Linked DNA regions of Mus musculus: regions 1 and 2 are each linked to region 3. A link is a contact called in public Hi-C data. All regions are on one chromosome and are shown on one strand. The core of a region is the stretch at or near the end of the contact, and the rest is flanking DNA. Distances in the headings are between cores, read along the strand shown. Region 1 has its middle 4.3 kb from the start of Gm25093. Region 2 overlaps Gm46505 (a long non-coding RNA gene). Region 3 has its middle 97 kb from the start of Tmem74.

Evidence for each region. Hi-C and Micro-C count contacts between places; a contact is called where the count stands out from the background.
Region 1: a Hi-C map of the N1E-115 cell line shows a contact between it and region 3, with 6 times the contacts expected there. The contact joins two enhancer-like sites.
Region 2: a contact with region 3 is called in a Hi-C map of the N1E-115 cell line, with 4 times the contacts expected there. The contact joins two enhancer-like sites. A contact is called at or near these places in 1 of 15 datasets of contacts at CTCF or cohesin (pro-B cells) and 6 of 484 Hi-C or Micro-C datasets (the N1E-115 cell line, brain, embryonic fibroblasts and 3 more).

What each region holds. Positions count from the first base shown.
Region 1 is chr15:44,358,448-44,361,147 of GRCm38.p6, reverse strand. No RefSeq gene overlaps it. Among named protein-coding and RNA genes, the nearest start is that of Gm25093, 4.3 kb to the left of the region's middle. Within about 2 kb of position 1,292, at least 2 of the 459 cell types and tissues checked have an H3K27ac peak or open chromatin away from gene starts, as enhancers often do. A contact at or near this core is called in the N1E-115 cell line, where this site is marked.
Region 2 is chr15:42,978,175-42,980,874 of GRCm38.p6, reverse strand. The region is part of intron 1 of Gm46505 (a long non-coding RNA gene); the gene reads left to right. Among named protein-coding and RNA genes, the nearest start is that of Gm46505, 3.8 kb to the left of the region's middle. Within about 2 kb of position 1,329, at least 3 of the 459 cell types and tissues checked have an H3K27ac peak or open chromatin away from gene starts, as enhancers often do. A contact at or near this core is called in the N1E-115 cell line, where this site is marked.
Region 3 is chr15:43,771,922-43,774,621 of GRCm38.p6, reverse strand. No RefSeq gene overlaps it. Among named protein-coding and RNA genes, the nearest start is that of Tmem74, 97 kb to the left of the region's middle. Within about 2 kb of position 1,306, at least 4 of the 459 cell types and tissues checked have an H3K27ac peak or open chromatin away from gene starts, as enhancers often do. A contact at or near this core is called in the N1E-115 cell line, where this site is marked.

The sequences.
Region 1 (2,700 bases), core at 43-2,542, 590 kb before region 3:
TAGCTCGGCTGCAATTTCTGTTTTACCTGATTTTAAGTGGTCAAGCAAAGCTCATAGAAGAATTCTGAGCCTAGCTTGTGTCCACAATAAGCAGCAACAAAAACTCTAAAGCTAACACACACAAACACACACATACATAAATCCAACTCTCACTTGACTCCAAGTAAGATAACTGTAACCATCAAGTATATGGCACGTTATTATAAATACTAGTACATGAACACCTGCTTTTTAAGCACTCAAGAAGGAAAGTTTTTCACATTATTAAACCATGGATACACTTGCAGGATTTAGTGATGTTAACAGGTTTCCAACAGCAAACCCAGAAAAGCTCCCCTAGCAATCCACTGTTCGCAAGGTGGCCTCTGCTTCACAGCACAGCGCATCAATGCTCTTCTCCACTTAGCATCCTGTGTAATGTAGACATCTCCGGAGCCCTGCTACTTATCTTCTGGTTCTGTATTTTGCTTGCAGCAACTTATCACATAAATTCATCTTTGCTAATGTGTTAGATCACCCAGGTAACAGAGCTCATGGTTGATTACCTAGGATAAATCTCTCCTGTATCCAAACTGTCTCTCTCTGGGCCAAATTACTTTCCTCTAAAATGCCAGTGTATTTTTCATTAAAATGTTTGCAAATCCTTCAGGTTATTGAGTTTATAGCAGCCCCATTAAGCAGAACAATAATGATTTATGTAAGAAGATAGAGCAAAATTGTTTTGTTTAATAGAAAGGTTCATGGCCTGCAGCCAGGCTCTCGGTGTAACTGTGCATTGTGCCATTATCTTTTTTGACTTAGACTATTTGCCTATTTATTTTTTAGAAGGATGTTAGCCGTCCCTAAAATTCTTCTTTGGGATTTAGAACCCAAAAGGCCAGCTATGATCTTATAAAGCTTTTCTAAGAAAGCTTTTAGAGACTTTGGGTCAAAATAGACCTGGATGAAGTTTTCTGATGTCAAATTTGTTTTAAATCCTCAACCGATTATGTTTCCTGGTCAGTCCCTGAATGATACAGCACTTAGCAGAGTAATGTACCTATGTGTACATTTCTTACAAGATTGCTAAAACTCATACTTAGGATGATACATTATAATGTCTAGAACAAATATTAAAAAGCAATTATACAGACTGGTTAGGGAAGCTGGCAGGGTAACCAGATTGTCACTTCCCCTTCCAACCCTCCAAGTCCCAGTCTCAGCCCTTGCTCTGTAGCAGAACACCGTGGCAGTCTTATCCCACTCGATCTCTAGCGAACCCACAGATATTTTCCTGTAGCCTCCCAGACCCATGTTGTTGCTTCATCCTAGTCCTCAACACCAGCAGGCCCCTCCTGGGAACCCACAGGCCACTCTGGCAGGTACCCTAATTGCAGGCCTTTACTTCTCCTTCTCTTCCTCCAAATCAAATCCCTTAGTCTCTGTTGGGAGCCGCCCCCACATTCGCCGTCACAAGATGGCGCTGACAGCTGTGTTCTAAGTGGTAAACAAATAATCTGCGCATGTGCCAAGGGTATTTTTCCACTACATGTACTCTGCCTTTCCCATGACGTCAACTCGGCCATGGGCTGCAGCCAATCAGGGAGTGATGCGTCCTAGGCGGAGGATAATTCTCCTTAAAGGGGACGGGGTTTCCGCCATTCTCTCTCTTGCTTGCGCTCTTGCGCTTTTGCTCTCTGGCTCTGGTTCTTGCTCACTTGCTCCTAAAGATGTAAACAATAGAGCTCTTGCTCTGCGCTCTGGCGCTCTGGCGCGCTGGCGCTCTGGCTCCTAAAGATGTAAGCGGGGGGCCTTTCGTTTTTGGGGCTTGGGGCTTGCGCTCCTGCTCCTGAAGATGTAAGCAATAAAGTTTTGCCGCAGAAGATTCTGGTTTGTTGTGTTCTTCCTGGCCGGTCGTGAGAACGCGTTTAAGAGTTCTCGTCCCAGCTCTGTAGCAGAACACCTGCTGCAGCCTCCTATGCCTCCCCTGATCCCATCTCCAATGGATCCTATACATATTCCCCTACTAATATTATCCAGTAGACAGTCTCTGTAAACTTACAGGCCACTCAAGTCTGGGATACAGATAGGCTAACACCAGATATTCACCTCTTCCTCCATTCCTTTAATCCCAATCCCCAGGCTCATCCCTCACTCTGCAGCAGATAACTCAGAAACTCATGGAGCCTCCAGTACCCCCTGTCTACATCTCAAGCATATCACACATGTTACCTCCTAATCTCTGCCACATTCCAACTGCAACTGGTACTTTCTGGTCCACACAGACCATTGCAACCATGGAAACAAGTAGGCTAACTGCAGACCATCACCACTTCTGCCCCTCCAAATCCAGTCCCCTGGTCATTCCTAGAATATCTGCTGCAGCCTCTCTTCAATTCGCATCAATAGACCACGTAGATCCTACTGTCCTAACCTCCCTCTCTCTACTTACTGTATTATCCCAGGCCAAAACTCTAGCAGGCACTCCATGAGAACCACGGGCCACTAAGCAGGGAAGCAGGCGGGCTAATTGCAGATCTTCACCCCTCCCTCTCCTCCTACAGATAAATTCCCCATGTCTCATCCCTAGCTCTGCAACAGAACACAAGCCTCCTTTTCCCTCCTGCACCCATCTCCAGTGGATCACATAGCTCTCCCCGTCCAAACATCCTTCCCTCTACCCATTGCTTTGCCCCGGCCCCTAATTCTAGGAAGCACTAC
Region 2 (2,700 bases), core at 80-2,579, 790 kb after region 3:
CATGTCTTTTAATAAAATACAGTATTAGTTATATTTAATCATTATTGCTGTTTTTAAAACGAAATCCCAAACATTTGGTTTTACCAAATGAAGACTCAGGATGCTTTGATGAAAGCCTGTTAGTCCAGAGAGGCAGAGAAAAAAACGAGCTAACCTTCTTCAACCCAGAAGGGGAAAATACCCAAACCAAACCAAACCGAACCAAACCAAACCAAACCAAACCAAACCAAACCAAACCAAACCAAACCAAACCACCACCACCACCACCACCACCACCACCACCAACAACAACAACAACAGTTCTTTTCCATACTCCCTTTAAAACCCTCCAAGCCAAATGTCCCTCCTTTCTACTTCCTGTGCATCTCATTATCTGTTCTCCTGATTTCCTCTCACATTTTGTGCTTCCTTTCCCCATCCCTATGTCAACTGATTATTTGCTCTGCCTCTTGACGTATGGTTGACTTTATTCAATCTTCTTTACAATAAGCTCTTTGATTAAAGGTGTGTTCTAGGGCTGAGCCACACCACACCTAGAGATTTTTCCAGTGTACAATCTGGAGGTTCACAGTATGATCAGATATCCTGCTACATTGTTCTCTTCTTCTCTAGCCCCTTATAGCTCTCATCTTCCTTCCTCTCTATGCAGGCCTTTCCCAACTTGTAACAAATTGCTTGTTTCAGGAACTAGAGTTGCCAAAATTAAAGCTAACAACTAGACTTTCAAGCCATGAACATTATTTCATACTGTTTTTTTGTAGCTCTTAGAGCTGGACACATAGCAAACTGAACAATCTGTTGCTGAGTTTAACTGGTGAAATTGTTAGAACAATTGTATAGTTGAGAACTTTCAATAGGCATGTCTTCATGGTAAGCATGTAATGTACACGATCAAATTACACATTTAAAACAACCATATGAAATATTAATGTACCTATTTTAAAAATAGAATTAAAATTCAAAAACATTAATACTGCACTCTTGGGAAGGTATGTCACAATTCAGATCCTGATCTGACTTACAACTAGGATTGCTTTCCCTACCATGCCACATTGTCCCCTAATTACATTCATGCCTATGATAACCTAATTACCCAGCATTGCACATAACCACAGATGTCTACGTTTACCTTAATAGACATGAATAATTTGTATCCTATTTATTGAATTATCTGAAGTTCCAAGCTGAACATTTTGCTTACATTCTAATCACAGTTGCAAAGTATTGTCATAGCGGATGGACATGTTCTCAGCATCAATGTCACTGTGAAACAATGAAAGAAAGAAAACCCTGCTAGGACAGAATTAGAGTAATCATTGAAATCATTAGAAGCATTAGCAGTTTATTCTGAGCCACATCAAGGAGAGTCACAGCCTGCAAGCTGAGCAGACGGAGCTGTATCCGCTATAATCATATTAGGGATGGTGAGGAATTGCACATTTATTGCATTATGCTTTGAGATCATGTACAACATTTAAGCAAGGGAAGGTCTGTTTTTTTTTGAATGATATTAGTTTCAAGCTAAATTCAATTTTTGAAAAGCAAACAATGCACAGTGTATTTAAACCCCAGTTAAAATGAAATCTTCACTTTGTACCTAACAATATATTTTTATTGGAAATTCAAAAATCTAAACCCCCACTACTCCAGCCTAAAAACTGATCTCGATTCAGTGGTGACTCTGATGCTCAGCTCTTTAATTTGGACTTTGCTGACAGCTGATTTCAATTTTTGTCTGTTTATGGAAGAAAATTAAAAGAACACACTCTCTATGATCCAGTGGTTCTTTGTGGTGGAGTGAGTCCTGTTCAGCCCTAAATGAAAACCCAGACACTTGTCACTAGAACTAATCCTTATGTAAACATGATTGCATTATAGGCAGAGCCCAGAGAGGCTGCAAGACACAAATGGAAGTATGCCACTTTCCTGGGCACTTTAGGGTCAATGTCTTTGTTATTGCAATTTCTACATAATGAGTTTGCAATAATCCACAAGGGACCCAGGAGCTTCTACTGATTGGCTTTGGGTATATGCCTATGGAAGAGTCAGAATTTTTAGTGTGTGTAAGAACATCTTCTGGGATGTCAAATACTTTGACAAAATATATGATTAAGCTGCATGGCAGGAGACTTGATTTTAAGTAAAAATAAACCAACAGGATAGCAATGCTATTTTTAGACTTTCAGAACAAATTAATGAACTAGGAGTGGTGTGCCTACAGGAAATCCAAGCACTAGAGAATCTGAGGCAAGAAGATCGTGAGCAGCATGAGCAGAGGTGGTAAAACAGAGAAGATCAGAAAAGAAGCTGGTGTGTCTGGAGCTGGTGTGAGGCAAAAGGCTTGAGTACTGAGATGACAGTGGTAGATGCTGGTCAGGTGTGAAGCTGCAAAAGGACGTAGCACCCCTTTTGTGCAAGGAGGGGATATAAGGTCAGTGTGACTTCTCTGTGGATTGGAAGAAACAAGGCAAGGCAGTGAGACAGGAAAAGATGCTGTTTGAGTTGTCTCAGTGGGCGCCAAGAATGATGTAGGGTAGGATATCAATGGAGAGAGTAAAATAAGCCGAGTTGATTTGTATATGAGGCAAAAGTAAAGAGTCTCTATATGCCAGTTTTAGTCTTCGCGACTCTCAGCGCAAGCTAAAGGACAGATCTTAAACAGAAAGTTGTCCTTGAGAATAGTAAGTGCGAACAGAATAA
Region 3 (2,700 bases), core at 57-2,556:
TCTCTCTCTCCCTCTCTTGCAGCTGTTACTGGAGAATCAGATCTAACTCTCAGTTACTTGTTCATCACCATGCCTATCTGCCAGTACCATGTTCCCTGACATGATGATAATAGGCTAATTCTCTGAAGGTATAACCAAGTGCCCAGTTAAATGTTCTCTTGCATAAGTTGCCCCAGTCATGACATCCTTTCATAGCAATAGACTAAATGAGTCTATGTAAACATAAGTAACTTAAACATGTCCTTCATTTTCCTAAAAATTTATACACAGATTTTAATGGACCATAAAAATAAGTAACATTTCTGGAAAGAGAGGAAATGATATATTAATGTCTTAATTTTGTTAATGGAGTCACCTATACACTTCAATCAGCATCATTAGTGTTAGCATCCTCATCTTCCATAGTGAAGAAGGTATATGGTACAAAGCACCACTGACTCCCTTGCCATCAAAAATCGGATTTCACTCATAATAGTTATGCAACACCCAAATAGGTTCTCAGGACACCAGAGAAAGTAAAGTTTAGGCAGTGTTCACACATGAAGTCTAGACTCTATTAATAACTAAAACAGACTGTGTGTGCTGAGTTACTGAAAAGGAAACCATGGCACACAAGGGCAGTCCATAGAATAGTTGAGTTTTCCCAAAGAAGAGAAGAGGATATTCATACTCTCCCTAAAGCCTACAGGGAGGGTTGACTGAAGTCAAGAATGGAGAGAAGGGAATGTCCAGTGAACACAGTCTCCAAACAAATTCACTTTCTACACCGACATGTTAGGGAAAGGGTGAGCACTGCTATGAAGCTCAAACTCAGGACAACACCTCATTATGCTAATGAGAACTTATTAAAGGTATCAAATGCTTTGTAAGATACGTTCACAATGAAACACAAAATCATTCCCTTCACTTAGAAAATAGATCATATACAATTGCTTTTTAAAAATCAAATTCAGTAATTTTTTCAGGAAAACCATTTTGGAGACTATGTAAAGAATAAATTTCATATCATTGTCCTTTTATATCCCTCCCCATTACCCATTAATCTTAGATCTTAGATTTTATGTTGAGTGTTACATCTTTCTTATTGCATATTTTCAATAAGCTGAAAATGAAATCAGGGCTGCTCTGATTTATCTGGAGTTCTGATGTTAATTGTAACTCTCTTCTGCTTGGATTTGCTTCCGTAAAAGCCATTTATAGTTTATTGCTTCAGCAATCTTTGTCCCAGGAAGAATTAATTTCTCTGAAAGGTTATGGTTTGTAAGATCCAAAGTGATTGCTGCCTTGCCTATTTTAGGGTAATCAAATTCATATTCATATATATGATATATAAATATCATAAGTTATGGGCTTTACAAATTTGGTCAGTCACTGAAGGTTACTGTGGTATGTGAAATTATTTTAATTTTCCAATATTGCCAAGGACATTAAGAACATTTTGTGAAATAATTCAAATTATTGTTAACCCAGACTGAACCTAAATTAATGTTCTGCTTCACAATTTAATGAATGCATACATAATGTCACATGGCAATGAATCTGTGCAATTTAAACCACCCCATAATCAGTTTTGCTAAAAACAGAATCCAAGAGAAAAACACCATATATTTCATCAGCTCCTTGGATTCTTACTCGCTCATAGCACCCTCTAGGGGTTAAATTAACTTACTGCACCACAGACCCAACAGCTCTGATCACAATGTGTCAGTTCTCTGTCCTAGGCCACTGTACTTTCACCTTTGTTAGCGTAGACTTAGCACTATGAGATAGGTAGATCTAGTTTTAGATAAGAATACCTACGAGCACAGATGACCTGATCTCATCATGTGAAAGCATAGTAACATGAGAACTTACATGGGGTCCTCCACAATTCAAATGTCATAACCCATTCTAATCAAGGCCTTGGCCATGGCAGTGGTATGAAGGTGAATAGTGATTCACATGCAGATAAACCAAGAACATAATCATCAGGAGTAGACAAGGCATAGATATTGCACAGAAAAACACAACGCAATGGAAGCAAATGTTTGGGGGAGGAATATAAACTCCCATCACCTCTACCACCCCCAACCCACACCACCACCACCACCACCACCATCACCACCACCACAATCACCACCATATCACCATCATCATCATCCTCAACATCATCCATCCTATGTCCCAGGTACCTCAAGATCCTGTAGATGTTATAGACAGAAATACAAAAGTATATTGCATATATGATCTTGAAACAAGGAGACTGCAATTATTCATATAACAAAGGTATATTGTAATGCTGTGGTAGTGTGAATATGCTTGGCCTATAGGAAGCAGCACTATTAGGAGGTGTGGCCTTGTTGGAGGAGGGGTCACTGTGTAGGCAGGCTTTGAGGGCCTATGCTCAAGCTTTGTCAATTCAGACAGAGCCTTCTCCTGGCTGCCTGAAAAAGACAGACTCATGCTCCTGCCTGTGGATTCAGATATAGATCTCTCAGCTACTACTCCTGTACCATGTCTGCCTACATCCTGCCATTCTTACCTCCTTGGTGCTACTGGACTGAATGTCTGAAACTAAGCCAACTCCAATTAAATGTTTGCCTTATAAAAGGTGCTTTGGTCATGGTGTCTCTTCACAGCAAAGTAAGACAAATGCCAAAGCAATGCTAGGCCTGAGTGTCAAAATTAATCTTGGGCCTGATTGTAGCTTCTGAAAGCATA